3 separate regions of the Mus musculus genome follow, and regions 2 and 3 are each linked to region 1. The links are chromatin contacts, called in public Micro-C and promoter capture Hi-C maps. All regions are on one chromosome and are shown on one strand. Each heading gives the region's core, a stretch centred on a gene start, on an enhancer-like site or on the middle of the called end of the contact. The rest is flanking DNA. Distances are from core to core; before and after follow the strand shown. Region 1 has its middle 32 kb from the start of Gm41208. Region 2 has its middle 12 kb from the start of Gm35388. Region 3 holds the start of Cysltr2 (cysteinyl leukotriene receptor 2).

What was found. Promoter capture Hi-C pulls out the DNA fragments that hold promoters and counts their contacts. A called contact is a pair of places that touch in the nucleus more often than the background predicts.
Region 2: a contact with region 1 is called in a Micro-C map of trophoblast stem cells, with 5 times the contacts expected there. The contact joins two enhancer-like sites. A contact is called at or near these places in 24 of 484 Hi-C or Micro-C datasets (B cells, CD4 T cells, CD8 T cells and 18 more) and 2 of 115 datasets of contacts at active chromatin or transcription factors (CD8 T cells and liver).
Region 3: a contact with region 1 is called in a promoter capture Hi-C map of macrophages, with 6 read pairs. The contact joins the promoter of Cysltr2 here to the enhancer-like site in region 1. A contact is called at or near these places in 1 of 39 promoter capture datasets (macrophages), 3 of 484 Hi-C or Micro-C datasets (differentiating embryonic stem cells and embryonic stem cells) and 4 of 115 datasets of contacts at active chromatin or transcription factors (CD8 T cells, double positive thymocytes, effector CD8 T cells and 1 more).

Annotation. Positions count from the first base shown.
Region 1 is chr14:72,980,606-72,985,035 of GRCm38.p6, forward strand. No RefSeq gene overlaps it. Among named protein-coding and RNA genes, the nearest start is that of Gm41208, 32 kb to the right of the region's middle. Within about 2 kb of position 2,491, at least 152 of the 459 cell types and tissues checked have an H3K27ac peak or open chromatin away from gene starts, as enhancers often do. A contact at or near this core is called in macrophages, memory CD8 T cells and trophoblast stem cells, where this site is marked.
Region 2 is chr14:73,089,225-73,093,654 of GRCm38.p6, forward strand. No RefSeq gene overlaps it. Among named protein-coding and RNA genes, the nearest start is that of Gm35388, 12 kb to the right of the region's middle. Within about 2 kb of position 2,122, at least 3 of the 459 cell types and tissues checked have an H3K27ac peak or open chromatin away from gene starts, as enhancers often do. A contact at or near this core is called in trophoblast stem cells, where this site is marked.
Region 3 is chr14:73,046,914-73,051,343 of GRCm38.p6, forward strand. Cysltr2 (cysteinyl leukotriene receptor 2) reads right to left here and starts at 2,201. Exons shown (of 5, transcript NM_001162412.1): 1 at 2,123-2,201; 2 at 1,611-1,715.

The DNA of each region.
Region 1 (4,430 bases), core at 1,241-3,740:
TGAGGCTATTGGGGTATGGAGTAGTCACATTCAAACCACTACATAGGCCACTGTCCCTAAGGAGTGTGGATGCTAAAAGTCCTCAATAAAATACTTGCAAACAAAATTCAACATGTTGGAACCATTTGCCGCACACACAAAAGAAAATTAGAAGGCTTCATTCCAGGTATAAAAATATGTTTTAACACTTGGAAAAAAAAACAATAGGAGTTACACAGCATTTTAGCCAACTTGAAGACAGAAATCACATGATCATCTCAACAGATGGAGAGAGCTGTCTTTGCTGAAATCCAACATCCTGTCATGATGCAAGCTTTGAGGAAACTGCAGAGAAAACAATAGACAGTAACCAAATGTCACTGACCACAGAGAATAGAAGAGCTGTTTTGTGCCAGTTCTGTAGAGCAAGCCCGTCTTGTGTTGGCCTCTCCTGTGATGGTATGATTGGTGCACACACAACAGCTGGCTTTGTATATGAGTTCTCAGGGCCTGAACTCAAGTTCCCAGGCTTCGTGGCAGGCACGTTCCCCACTGCAGCCCACATCAATATTCTGAATTCCCAACAGTCATATCACTGAGTGGATAAAATTTACCTAATCATAAAGATAGGAGGATTCATTTCTATGTTAGAATAGTTAAGTGAAATGTTGTATCTATTTATGATTCCATATCTAAGTAGCCAATATTTTAAAGCCTTGGGGGTGGCAGAAATCAACACTGAAACAGGAGTTAGAGACTTCTGGCAATTAGTAACAATAAAATAGAAAGGGAGAGAGGGGGCGAGGGAGAGAGAGAGGGGGACAGGGAGAGAGGGGGGAGGGAGAGAGAGGGGGGAGGGAGAGAGAGGGGGAGAGGGAGAGAGAGAGAGGTGGACTGTAGCTCTCCCACTCCCCACAGGAATCCTCAACCACAACTCTAATCTAGGACAATACACCAAAAGGTTAACATGTGATAAAGCTGGGTGACAGAGAGCTGGCGTTTACCGTGCTATTTTATTCCCTCTGGCTTCCTAGAAGCAGAAAAATCTATCGACAATATTCATTTGAGACCTCTAGAGACACAGGAATGAAAATGTGCATTTTGCTTTGCCTTTGTAGGAAGCATGAGATGGGGGACAGAGGAGGGCACGGGGAGGGATCTCGGCAGAGGGCAAATGCTGGTTGCAATGAGACGAGCTTGCTGCAGGACTTTGTACCTGTAGAGGACTCTAAGCCATTGTTCTGAGCGTGGTGTTGACACTATAACACTGTATCCGTGTGGGTTTGGAAATGAGTGCATCCATGTTTGTGAAGGTTTGGAAGAGCTAGGGCAAGCTGGAGTCATGACATCACAGGAAAACAAATGGCCTGGAAGTTTATTGTGGCCAATGCAAACCTGTGTGGGCTGTCACCCTCTTAGGGGAAATTCTAGCTATTGCTTAGCACTGGAGGAAATACTGCAATGGTACCTGTGTGTGTGGTAGTGGTGGTCTGTGTGGGAGGGAGTCCTCTCTTCATGTCACCTTTATATACACAGGGACTTCCAGGTGAGCAGCCACAGGCCCCTGAGCAAGCTGAGAAGGTAATATCCCACACTGTTCTTTGAACAGCTTCAGCAACGGTAAGTGTATCCCAGACTTTTATCCTGTCTCAGAGCTCATGGGTCAGCTCCCAAGGGTTGTGACCTGAAGCCAGTACTTCAAGAGCCTGCTCCTGCTTTAAATACAAATTACATGGCTTGGAGTTCCCCTCCATCTTCCCTGAAAGCAAACAGAATGAAAAGATATCTAATCTAAGAATCTTTTCATTCATGAGCACCCTTTTGCACCTAGCACTGGGCAGAAATGAGGAGCCAGGGACAAAATAAGGGGTTGGAGGGTCAGCTTGGATCTTTGGGGAATGTCAGGTCAACAAACAGGTGAAGTGTCAGAAGAAAAGTACTTGGTGGTGATTCTTACAGCATCCTCTGGGTCTGAAGAGACCGTGTAGACCTCTGCCAGTATGTTTGGCACAGAAGCCAAAGTCTAGGTTGAATTGAAAGGGCAAATGTGTCATGGTGACTAGTGGCCAAGGGGGCACACACAAATCCTTGGAGTACAAGAAATTACAATGGCCCTCTTATTTTGAGGAGGCACCCTCAAGATAATAAAAGGGCACTGTTATTTATCCTCTGGTGCCCCCATCTTCTGTGCAACCTCGGCACTGGTAGCCTTCAGGCCAGCCCATAATGCTGCCCCACTGCAGCTTAATTAGAGCATCAAAACGTACAGGAGGAGATGAAGCAAAGAAGGCTGGGACACGTGCACAAATCCTGCTGACCACCTTGGATTTCTTCCTGTTACCATAGCTCTGGTAGACTGCAGAGATTTGAATCTTGGATATGGAATCGAACTCCAGCTTTAGGCAAGTTAATCTCTGAAAGCCTCCAATTCCCTGGTTGTCAAATGGGGATATGAATCACCGCTGCCAGGCAGTGGAGTTGGCAGGGTGAGAGAGACAGCGTGGAAGGCAGACAGGGTTCTGCAGAGTCAGTGCTTAAGGAAATGTTACCGCTGTTGTTCAGCTCTCCTGCGGTGCTATGCCCTCTGTCCTCTGCATATCATCAATAGTCACACTGCACTGACAGTCTCTTTCCCTAGTCGGTGTTATGAACAGAGAAAGTGTGATGAGTGCTATTTGCTTAGTTCTCCCTAGAAATTCTAACACCAGGTTATTGTTCCTTCCTACCCGCCCACCCATTACTAATTGCGAAACCCATCATGGTCACCGTAGGCTTTTGTGCACGGGAGAATCGTGACTATACGAGTCTTCTTTATCTAGGGACGTGATTTATCATAAAGACTTAAGTAGTTTATAAGCTTTTGTGTCTTCATTTGTCAGCAGCCCTAATTCTCTTATTTCCGTGGAAATTGCTCTCAGGCTTCCAGATCTGTCTTTCTGCTCTGGCCCCAGGGATGTTATATTTCACTGGCCGTTGAAATCAGTGCCTGTCATTTTCCAGGCTGACGCTGCTCACTGGGTGAGTCAGTTGTTTGGGTATGAACAGCAAAGCCTCGGATGCAGCTGCCAAAAGGGTGTGTTTGCCTTCACTTCCGGGGACTCTCTCTCAGCTGCCACCTAGTGGTGAGTTTTATGCCGGTAAAACATGGCTCGGGAGAAGCCATTCATAAACATTCCTGGTAATGAGACCCTCTGACGCTGGGAGTCATGCCAATGTCAGCGCGATAAATATTTATTCATCTTTGTAAATGACTCCACATGATTCGGAGATACTGGTGGCTGCTTTGGAAAGAAATTCCATGTTATCGTTCTCAAATAAGAATTGTAGAATTTTTCCAAATGTAGTAATAGTTCTTTTCTTCAAAATGTACCCCAGCAGAGAAAGAATTAGGCTGACACCAAGGGGGTGAGAGTATTGTTAATATTAGCTCAGCCTTTAGAATGTGCCAAACTCTAGTCTAAATAATTACACTATCCCATTTACTGCATTTCAGTCCTGACGTATCTGCAATAATATCAAAGTAATTATCTTTCTAGGCTGCTATCGTTGCTGTGGTTGTTATTCTGCAAGTGAGATAATTAAGGTTTAGAAGAGTCTAAAGTCATTTAACTGACAAGGGACAGGACTGGAATTCTAACCAAGCTACCTGACATCGGCATGTTCTTGACTCTTCCCATCATAATGGATGCTCTTTGCGTCTGTGTTCCTTCGTGATTCCAGCATCGGCTCATCTTCCAAACATCTATGAAGTCCCAGGATTGGCCCCATTGGTCCGATGTGATCTCTGCTGGCTGCCTTCCTTTTATGAAGGACTTATATACTCGAGGAGAGGACAAAGAAAAGCAAAACAAGAAGTTTTTGTGTGCGTTGATGCTACACTGAGATGAGCTCCTAGAGCTAAGAGTCATGTGGAGCAAACAGGTTTGATCCCCTGGAGAGGGGACCAATTATTCCTATGAGATAAATGGAAATTAGGAAGGCCCAAGAAAGAAAGGGGCTCTGTCAAGACCCTCCATGAAGAATAAGCAGCCCATAAGACATCCCAGGACCCAGAAGGTCATTCTGGGACACAAGTCACATGACTAACTAGCTTCAAGCCAAGACCAAGATGATGGTCTGTTTGGACACTGACTTTGTCTCAATTCCTAGAAGGATGATGGCTATCAACCCATTTTAAAGAGCACTGTTTTACAGGGGAGACTCCTGTAGAAGAGGTGAGGAAAAAATAAATTAATTAATTAATTAATTAATTTAATTAATTAATTAAAAAAGAAAAGGTGAAGAGCCTTTCTTCCCTTGGAGACCTAGAATATGCATGGAATGCTGTCCTGGACTATGGTGGGAAGTCTGGTTGGCTGTGTGTCATAGCTCTAGGCTCACCCATCCCTCAGAACCTCATAGTATCATGTGCATAACTTAAAACTGTAGAGGATGAATTACTGTCCCATTGG
Region 2 (4,430 bases), core at 872-3,371, 110 kb after region 1:
ATCAAGAGAAAACGAATGAGGACAACCGTCTGACCCCACAACCTCCTTACATCTCCAAAGACCCTATTTACCTAATAAGGTCATATTCTTAGGATAAGGACTCGGGCATGTCATGGGGCCATACAACCCACTGTAGCCACTAAGAAGGTGGGAAACCCAGAACTCAGACTCCGCTCTGAGTGCAACATTCTAAGTACACATAGCCTCCCCTGGTTCTCCCAGGAGAGTAGGACAAGCCACTCTGGAGTGTCACTGGCCTGGGGACAAGTGCTTCTTCCCATGTCATCTTTCCCTGAGAGAAAAGTCTGGTTTCCCTTAATTGACCTAGATTCAAATGGAATGTAAAAGTCTCTCTCATAGATGCCCCATTATAACCTTCCTAGGAAAGTATGTGGGTGGCTGTCCTAATGCACTGTTACTCTAAGTTGAAGCAGTCCTGAGAATTGTCACACCCTGCATCAGAGCTTCCAGGAACACATTGCATTTATAAGGATAGAAGGATAGTGTTTAGGAGTTGTATGCTGCACCCACCCATAATGTCAAAATCCTCTTTAACTGTGAGAATGTTACGGAGTGCTATACAGTAGGAAGTAACTCAGTAAGTCTGGGTTGTCAAGCCCTGGACAGCTCAGAAAAAAAATGTATGGCCCTTTTCTGCTCCTGGGAGCTAACAATACAATTTTGGTATACTGTGCCTGAAAAGTGTCTGTTTCCCCGGGAGCCTAGGGCCCACAGATACTTGATGCTAAGACTGGGATTGATTCTTAGAGCCTTGGACCATGAGGTTAACCATGGTGTCTGCAGGGGCTGAGTAAGGGCAATCATATTAGCAGTGTGCCATGTCCGAACACTCCCTACCTTAAAAACAAGATCTGTGTGCTAGAGAAATGGTTCAGTGGTTACAAGCACTTACTGCTCATACAGAGGACCCAAGTTCAGTTCCCAGCACCCACATTAGTCAGCACACAACCACTTGTAACTCCAGCTCCATGAGATGTGATGTCCTCTTATGGCTTCCAGGGGTGCTGTACTCATGTGCACATACTCACACATAGACACACAATTAAAAATAAAATATCGTTTTAAAGAAAATCTGGAGACCATGGCTCAGGTGAACTTCCCTCTTGGCAATACTTTCCATGTCGTTTACACATTGTTGTGGGGAGAATTAAGCCTCACCCACATTTCTTCGCTAAAGAAAGAATTGGAAGGTAGTGGCCCTTCCCTCTTTTCTGCTGCTGATATTAATCGGTATTTTTTTTTCTGCTCTAACAAACCATAACCACTGCTATGCAGGTAACCAGCTGCATTCTGATGGGACCTGAGACCTAATCCCCAGGAGACAATTTGCATCTAGTTCTGTAAACCTGGTCAAAACTCCATGGCTTGGGAGGTCATAGAACCCAGGAAAGAATCTATTCAGGCTGTTACACTAAATGGTCATGTTGTTAAAACACCTTCTAAGCATGTAAATGTATGTATACCCACTGATTGCTGCTGTCAACCTTGGTCAGAAAAGCATCTTTCCATGGTGATGCACTTAATTCAGTGGTGGTTTGAATGAAAAAGACCCTCATAGACTCATAGAGGTGTGGCCTTGCTGGTGTGAATGTATCACAGGAGATGAGTTTTGAGGTTTCAGAAACTCAAGCCAGGCCTAGTGTCACTCTCTCTCCCTGCTGCCTGTGGATCCTGATGTAGAACTCTCAACTCCCTCTCCAGCACCATGTCTGCCTGCATGCTGTCATGTTTCCCACCATGATAACAGACTAAACCTCTGAAAGTGTAAGCCAGCCCCAATAAAATGTTTGCCTTTATTAGAGTTGCCGTGGTCATGGTGACGCTTGACAGCAATGAAACCCAAACCAAGATAGCTATAATCCTAGAGGACACAGCAGTCCAGAGAGCCTATCTCAGGAAGTTACACTCAGGAAAAAGGCTCCTCACCCACTGCACAGCCTTTGGGAAAGTGGAACTTCAAGGTAGCAGTGAATAGAGAGATAAATGCTGTTTGTGAAGAGGAAGTTTTTCTTTTGCACTCAGATTCCAAGAATGTAATTCTAGCCTCAGGAAGGGGAGTGGAAAGCTCCATAGGACACTGATGCAGGTTCCTTTCTGCCTGGGGTCCTTCTGACGCGTGAGTCCATGACGAATCTTAGGAAATGAAAGATCTTAGCTACCATAGAGCACATGGACAGAGATTGTTCCTTGAAGCCATGAGATTTATTTAGTACTATAGACAGACAGACAGACAGACAGACAAGCAGGCAGGCAGGCAGGCAGGCAACAGCATGGTGACAGTTCTGAGGAGAGGAATCAGGACCCACACAGCAGTAGGAGGAGTCTCTTCTTATACCTTTCTGGAAATAGGGAAGGTTTCACAGTGCAAGCCTGAAGCCAGACTCTCTGACTCCCAGGCAGAAGGCAGGATGTGTGGCCACCCATACCTACTCTGACATAAACTCACTTTCCAGTAAGAGGTCCTGGCACCTGGAAGTTATTACCTAGGGACTCAACATATCTCAATAGGCCCATGTTGGTATCTATGAAAGGTATTGTGTCCTGAGCAGCAGCTAGAGCCTAACATCACATTTTCACAGAAATTTCAGGCTCTAAAGGCTGTGCTTGGTTTATCCTAATTTATCTATCATTTCTTGTGTTTGGCACTACTGACCAAAGCAGGCACTCCTCAACAGGCCCCCGGAACAGTGGCTTCCTGTGCTGCTGGGAACAATGAGAAAGGTCCCACGCATGCACCCATTTCCCAAACTCCCTTACATGCCTCCTACCCTTCCCCGTCTCTGCCAACTGCAGGCTCTTCCTCCTCACAGCCACACCCACAAGAGCCCTACCACACACACACACCCTGTTCCAGAAATCCTGAAGCAAAGAACCAGCCACTCACCAGCAGACTAAGGGGGGGAAGCTGCCATGTTTTTCTCACAGACACAGAAGCCTGTATTGAAGTCTGAAGAAGTATTCGAACCCAGCCTTACCCTGCATTTAGCAAGCTGAGGCAGAAGGATCACAAGTTCAAAGCCAGCCAGAACATACATAGGAAGACCATGTTTAAAACAAATTAAGAAATAAATATATAAGCCGGGCAGTGGGGGCATATGCCTTTAATCCCAGCACTTGGGAGGCAGAGGCAGGCAGATTTCTGAGTTTGAGGCCAGCCTGGTCTACAGAGTGAGTTCCAGGACAGCCAACGCTACACAGAGAAACCCTGTCTGACATGGCTAAGGAAAATTAATTCAGTATTTTGCAGGGTTTAGTCAGGTCGTTTGAGTCTGGAGACCCAGTCTTCACACTACATCCAGCTAATTGCAATGACCTCAAGCTAACCAAATTCATGGGGGACCAGAGTACAGTTAATTAATCTACAATATGCCAAGAGGACTGGGTATCTGAATTTGCTCATTAATCATTTCCCTCTCTGGAATAATCTAATCGGAAAGCCACCTGAGTTAGTTGTGTATCTCTAGAGAGCCAGTCTAATCCTTGTGCCTGTCACACTGGCCTCTACCATGGTGGATTATCACTTGGAAGACAGGCTCCATGGTTTCGTTTCTTTCACTGTTGTATCCTTGGCAGGTTAAAAGAGTTTGGTGAAGGGATGTCTGTGTGAAACATTGGTGCACACATGTGTTCACCCACCCATGTCTGTGTTCACATGTGTAGAGGCCAGAGAACAGCCTTTGGTGTCATCCCTCAGACACCGACCACACTGTTGGGTTTTTTCTTGGTTGTTTAATTTGTGAGACAAGATCTTTCCTTGGCATCGAGCTCACCAAGCAGACAAGGCTGACTGACCAGTGAGTCCCTGCATTCTGCCTGACTCCACTTCTGCAATCTTGGGATTACATCATATGCTACCCATACCCAGTAGGTCCAGGGAATCAAACTCAGACTCTCATGATTACAAAGTCAGTACACTTACCCTACTGAGCCCTCTTCCCAGCTCGTGAAGCAGTTTTAATCAACATAATTTTAGAGTGATGGAATTTTCTTGCTGTGCCCTTGGATTGAATAGATTTTTGTGAACTTACACAGCCATCACTTAAGAGAATGCAGCTGCCTAACAGAGGTCATTGGTACATCACCATCCTACATCACCATCCTACATCACCATCCTACAGTGGCATCCTTTTCCCTCGGTGGTTCTGAAGCCACCACCATCCGGCTAAAAACTTGGCAAGTTTTAAAGTCCACTGAAAGACGGTTACAGACGCTTTCTTAGGCTCCCCACTGCTATCCCACCAACTCTCTCAGCTCTGCCAACACACGGAGGCTGAGGCGGGAAGATCACCACTTCCACACCAGTCTTGACTATGCAGAGAGATCCTGTCTCAATAAACCAAGAAAGGAACCAAAAGCAAAAGAAACATACCGAAAAGGGTGAGAGGAGCCAACGCCAAACAAAGTTGGCC
Region 3 (4,430 bases), core at 951-3,450, 66 kb after region 1:
ACACTGAGGGCTTAGTCTGTGCTAGCCACAACCATGACACCACGGGTGACAGACATGGACAAAACTCAGAACTGGGCACAGGGCTGCCTTACAGCCAACTGGAAAAGGGAGCTGGAGGCCATTTTATCTGGAGAATAAACAGAAGGTGCAGTCCATTCTACCCAGTTCTGTTAATTTACTTTTTGTTTTTGTTTTAGGTTTTATACGTACTTAAGGTGAGGAAAAAGATAACAAGCTGAGTCGTGTGTAAATGACAACTTTTACCAACCTGACAGGTCTGCACATATACTCCTTCTTCTCTTTCCTCAAATACAGATAACTATTTTTAATAAAAGAGGGTGCATGTTACATTGCTTTTCTGTATCCTGCTTTTACTAGCCACTGAGACATAGTCATCTTTTATTTTCCAAGTGATATACTATTAATGCCATCATTTAACTAATAACATGCAGATAAAAGAAAATTCATTTCATCAATTCCTTAAAATAGTTATTATTTGGGTTATAAGAATGTAGCCAGATCCTCTGGGCTTGCCAATTTGCTTCTACCTAGGGAAATACCCTGTGACCCCAGGGCTTTGTTTTTGCCATCTACAAAATGAGAAATATATTATATATACATGTCTCTATATACAAATATACTACAAAAATTCTTATTTGTATCAAAGATGCTAAAGAGGTACTATTCTCCATGGAATGAAAACAAGAAGAAATTCATCTGGCATGCTGTTGATCAAATTAAGTTCAAGTATGTTCCTGTAGGAAGCTCAGGAAAGACTGATTCAGCCTGGGTTAATTAGTTACCCTTTATCTGTCTATCCTTTCTTAGGGGAGAAAGCAGAACACAGCTCTTATATAAATTCAGTCCATATTTTCCTTAGAGGGATAAGGATCCAGTGAAAACAATTTCTCTTGAAAAGCAGGGTGAGACATTAGATCCAGTCTTAGCCATCTTCTATACCTGTGGTATGTTTGTAACTTGGCACACATCTCTTGAATGACCTTACAAGGTTGTGAAACCAAAGAAATATGACAGCCTTGACAGGTACTAGCACACAGTGAGCTTAATGGTAACATATTTAGAACCTTCTAGAGTCTCTGCTTCTCTAGTTCCTACCTTCCCAAGCCATGGAAACAAATCTACTTACTTCAAGCATTAGTGAACTGAAGCTTCCGAGTATGGTCGCATCTCAAGGGTTGAAGTGGTTAAGGTAGATGACAAAGACTTCTAAAATTCTTATATGCCCCATAAATTAGCTCTATAAGCTATTTACAGAGTTAAAAAAAAAGACTTGCCTTTGATTGCATCTTCTTATTTCTTCATTCATATTACTCTCAGGTACATGTAAAAGACTAGAAAGTATTCAAACAGCTTATTTAACTTTTTTAACTGACTATTCATTAACATCACCTGGGAATTAATAGTAGACAAAAACACATTAAAGACTGGCCAATACCAGAAAATCCGTTTTTGAGGGGTTGTTTTCTAATCTCCTAAGATGAAGTGTTTCTGACTGAGGTGCAGCCCAAGCTAAAAATCGCCAATGGATGTTCCCAAATGAATGGGTTCCAAGCACACAGCCCTCCACACATGTGAATTCCCCAGTGTACCTCTGAACCAAATCACTGAAGTATGCCTTCTCAGATGGACTCTTCTCTCTTCCAAAAGCAAAGCTTCGGAGTAGAAAAAGGTCTTACAGAATAAAATGACCGAATCTATGCAAAATAGGAAAGAATCTAAATGGTAAAATCTATATGCTAAAAGAAGTGCCTCATATAGCAATTTACAATTACAATTTTATAGAATTCGTGGTAGTGTGGATAAAGTGCACGCTTTAAAGGAAAAAAATAATATCTGCTCTTATTTTATATATACAACTATGAGAGAAAGCTAAAAATTATATGCACCTCAAAAAGGAAGGAAATACCCCAACTGACAATCAAGCCTTGTGGTGGTATTTTCTACAGTCTACAATATTTTTGTACTTTTTCCAGTTTACCACATAAGATGGTAGAACAAACACTGATAGTTGAACAAATTAAGCTTACTTTCCACATGCCATTCCTGTACTCATCCTCAAAGCACAGTTCTCAGTAACAAATGAACACAAAGGGAAACCTACCTGTGCCTCTGCCTTCGGTCGCCCTGGCGTCTGCTCTGACTCCAGGCTTCTCGCCCCATAGAATGCAGCTTGTTTATTTAAAACAAAAGTGAAACAAACACTGTTTTATGAACAGTGTCAGCCAATAGCAAGGCGAGAAGTCACTTGGGTCAGCAGGACCTCAGCTTTGTGGCACTGTCATGGGTGTGGGTGCTTGAGTTCTTTCTTCAGAAGTCAGAGAATTTCCAGTTTGTGACTGTCAACCTCTTTCAAGTCACCCTAGAATTGCCCTGCCGCTAATGATTGGTTTTTGCTGGGGTTTTTCTTTTCTTTCTTTTCTTTCTTTCCTTCCCCCCCCCCCCCTTTCCATCGGGATCTTTTGCAGGATGTGATGGGCAGGGAGCTGGGGGGAGGGGGAGGTTAAGTGGCTGTTATTTCTCCAAAAGGGCTTCTGTTCCCATGCCCAACCCATCAGTGCAGCGCTCTGTAGCCTGCTTTAGAGCACTCTCACCACTCTCTGATGCTCTCACATTCTCACTTACTCCACTGAAAAGTCTCTGCAAAGGTCACCGATGGTCTCAAGGTTCATGTAATGTGTTCTTTCTCCGTTTTCCTCTTCCTTTCTCTCTTGTTTGAATAGCTAATTGTGGAGACTTGTTCTCAATCTGCCTCGCTCTTTTTTCCAACTTTCAGAATGGTTCGTTCTCCTTTGCCTCCTGAGACTGAGTGACAAATCTCTCCCACGGGTTCAGGTGCTTGAACGCTGGGTCTCCAGTCAGTGGTGTTATTCAGGGAGGTGGTGCAGCCTCACAGGAGGGGATGTGGCACCACCGGAAGTGGCCTGTGAGCATTTATCCCCTCAGTCCAGTTCTCATACTGCTCTCTCTGGTTCACATTTGCAGATACAGATGTGATCTCTCAGCTTCCTTCCCTGGGCACTCACCACCATGCCTCCCAGGTCATATGGACTGTCTGAAATTTAAATCCCAATAAATTCTTTCCTTGTGTTGCCATTGTTCCTGATATTTTACTATAGCAACAGACTAATACCTATTACACCCCCTTTTCAGATTGCTCATTTCCTATTAATTTTTCCAGGTGCAAGTTTTTCCTAAAGATTTCTGCCGTCTTTGTTTCTTCTTCTCTTGCCTATGTATAACTTATCCTCAGCGAAATCCATTTTAAAATCTATACTGCATCAAAATGACCCCAAATACTCAATATGATTTTGAAACAGAACAATTAACCTAAAATTCTCAAACTTCATAATTGCAAAACAACACACTACTTAGCAATTATAACAGTCTAGTTGTTTGGGTTTCTTTTTTTCCAATCAATGGCCTTTCTCTACAAAAAGGATAAACAGGCTGAGAAAGAAATTAGGGAAACAACACCCTTCACAATAGTCACAAATAACATAAAATACCTTGGTGTGACTCTAACTAAGGAAGTGAAAGATCTGTATGATAAGAACTTCAAGTCTCTGAAGAAGGAAATTAAAGATCTCAGAAGATGGAAAGATCTCCAATGCTCATGGATTGGCAAGATCAATATAGTAAAGATGGCTATCTTGCCAAAAGCAATCTACAGATTCAATGCAATCCCTATCAAAATTCCAACTCAATTCTTCAACGAATTAGAAAGGGCAATCAGCAGATTCATCTGGAATAACAAAAAACCTAGGATAGCAAAAACTCTTCTCAATGATAAAAGAACCACTGGTGGAATCACCATGCCTGACCTAAAGCTTTACTACAGAGCAATTGTGATAAAAACTGCATGGTACTGGTATAGCGATAGACAAGTAGACCAATGGAATAGAATTGAAGACCCAGAGATGAACCCACACACCTATGGTCACTTGATCTTTGACAAGGGAGCTAAAATCATCCAGTGGAAAAAAGACAGCATTTTCAACAAATGTTGCTGGCACAACTGGCAGTTATCATGTAGAAGAATACAAATAGATCTATTCTTATCGCCTTGTCAAGTCCAAGTGGATTAAGGAACCCCACATAAAACCAGAGACACTGAAACTTATAGAGGAGAAAGTGGGGAAAAGCCTCGAAGATATGGGCACAGGGGAAAAATTCCTAAACAGAACAGCAATGATTTGTGCTGTAAGATCAATAATTGACAAATGGGACCTCATAAAATTGCAAAGATTCTGTAAGGCAAAAGGCACTGTCAATAAGACAAAAGGGCCACCAACAGATTGGGAAAGGATCTTTACCAATCCTAAATCACATAGAGGACTAATATTCAATATATATAAAGAACTCAAGAAGATGGACTCCAGAAAATCAAATAACCCTATTAAAAAATAGGA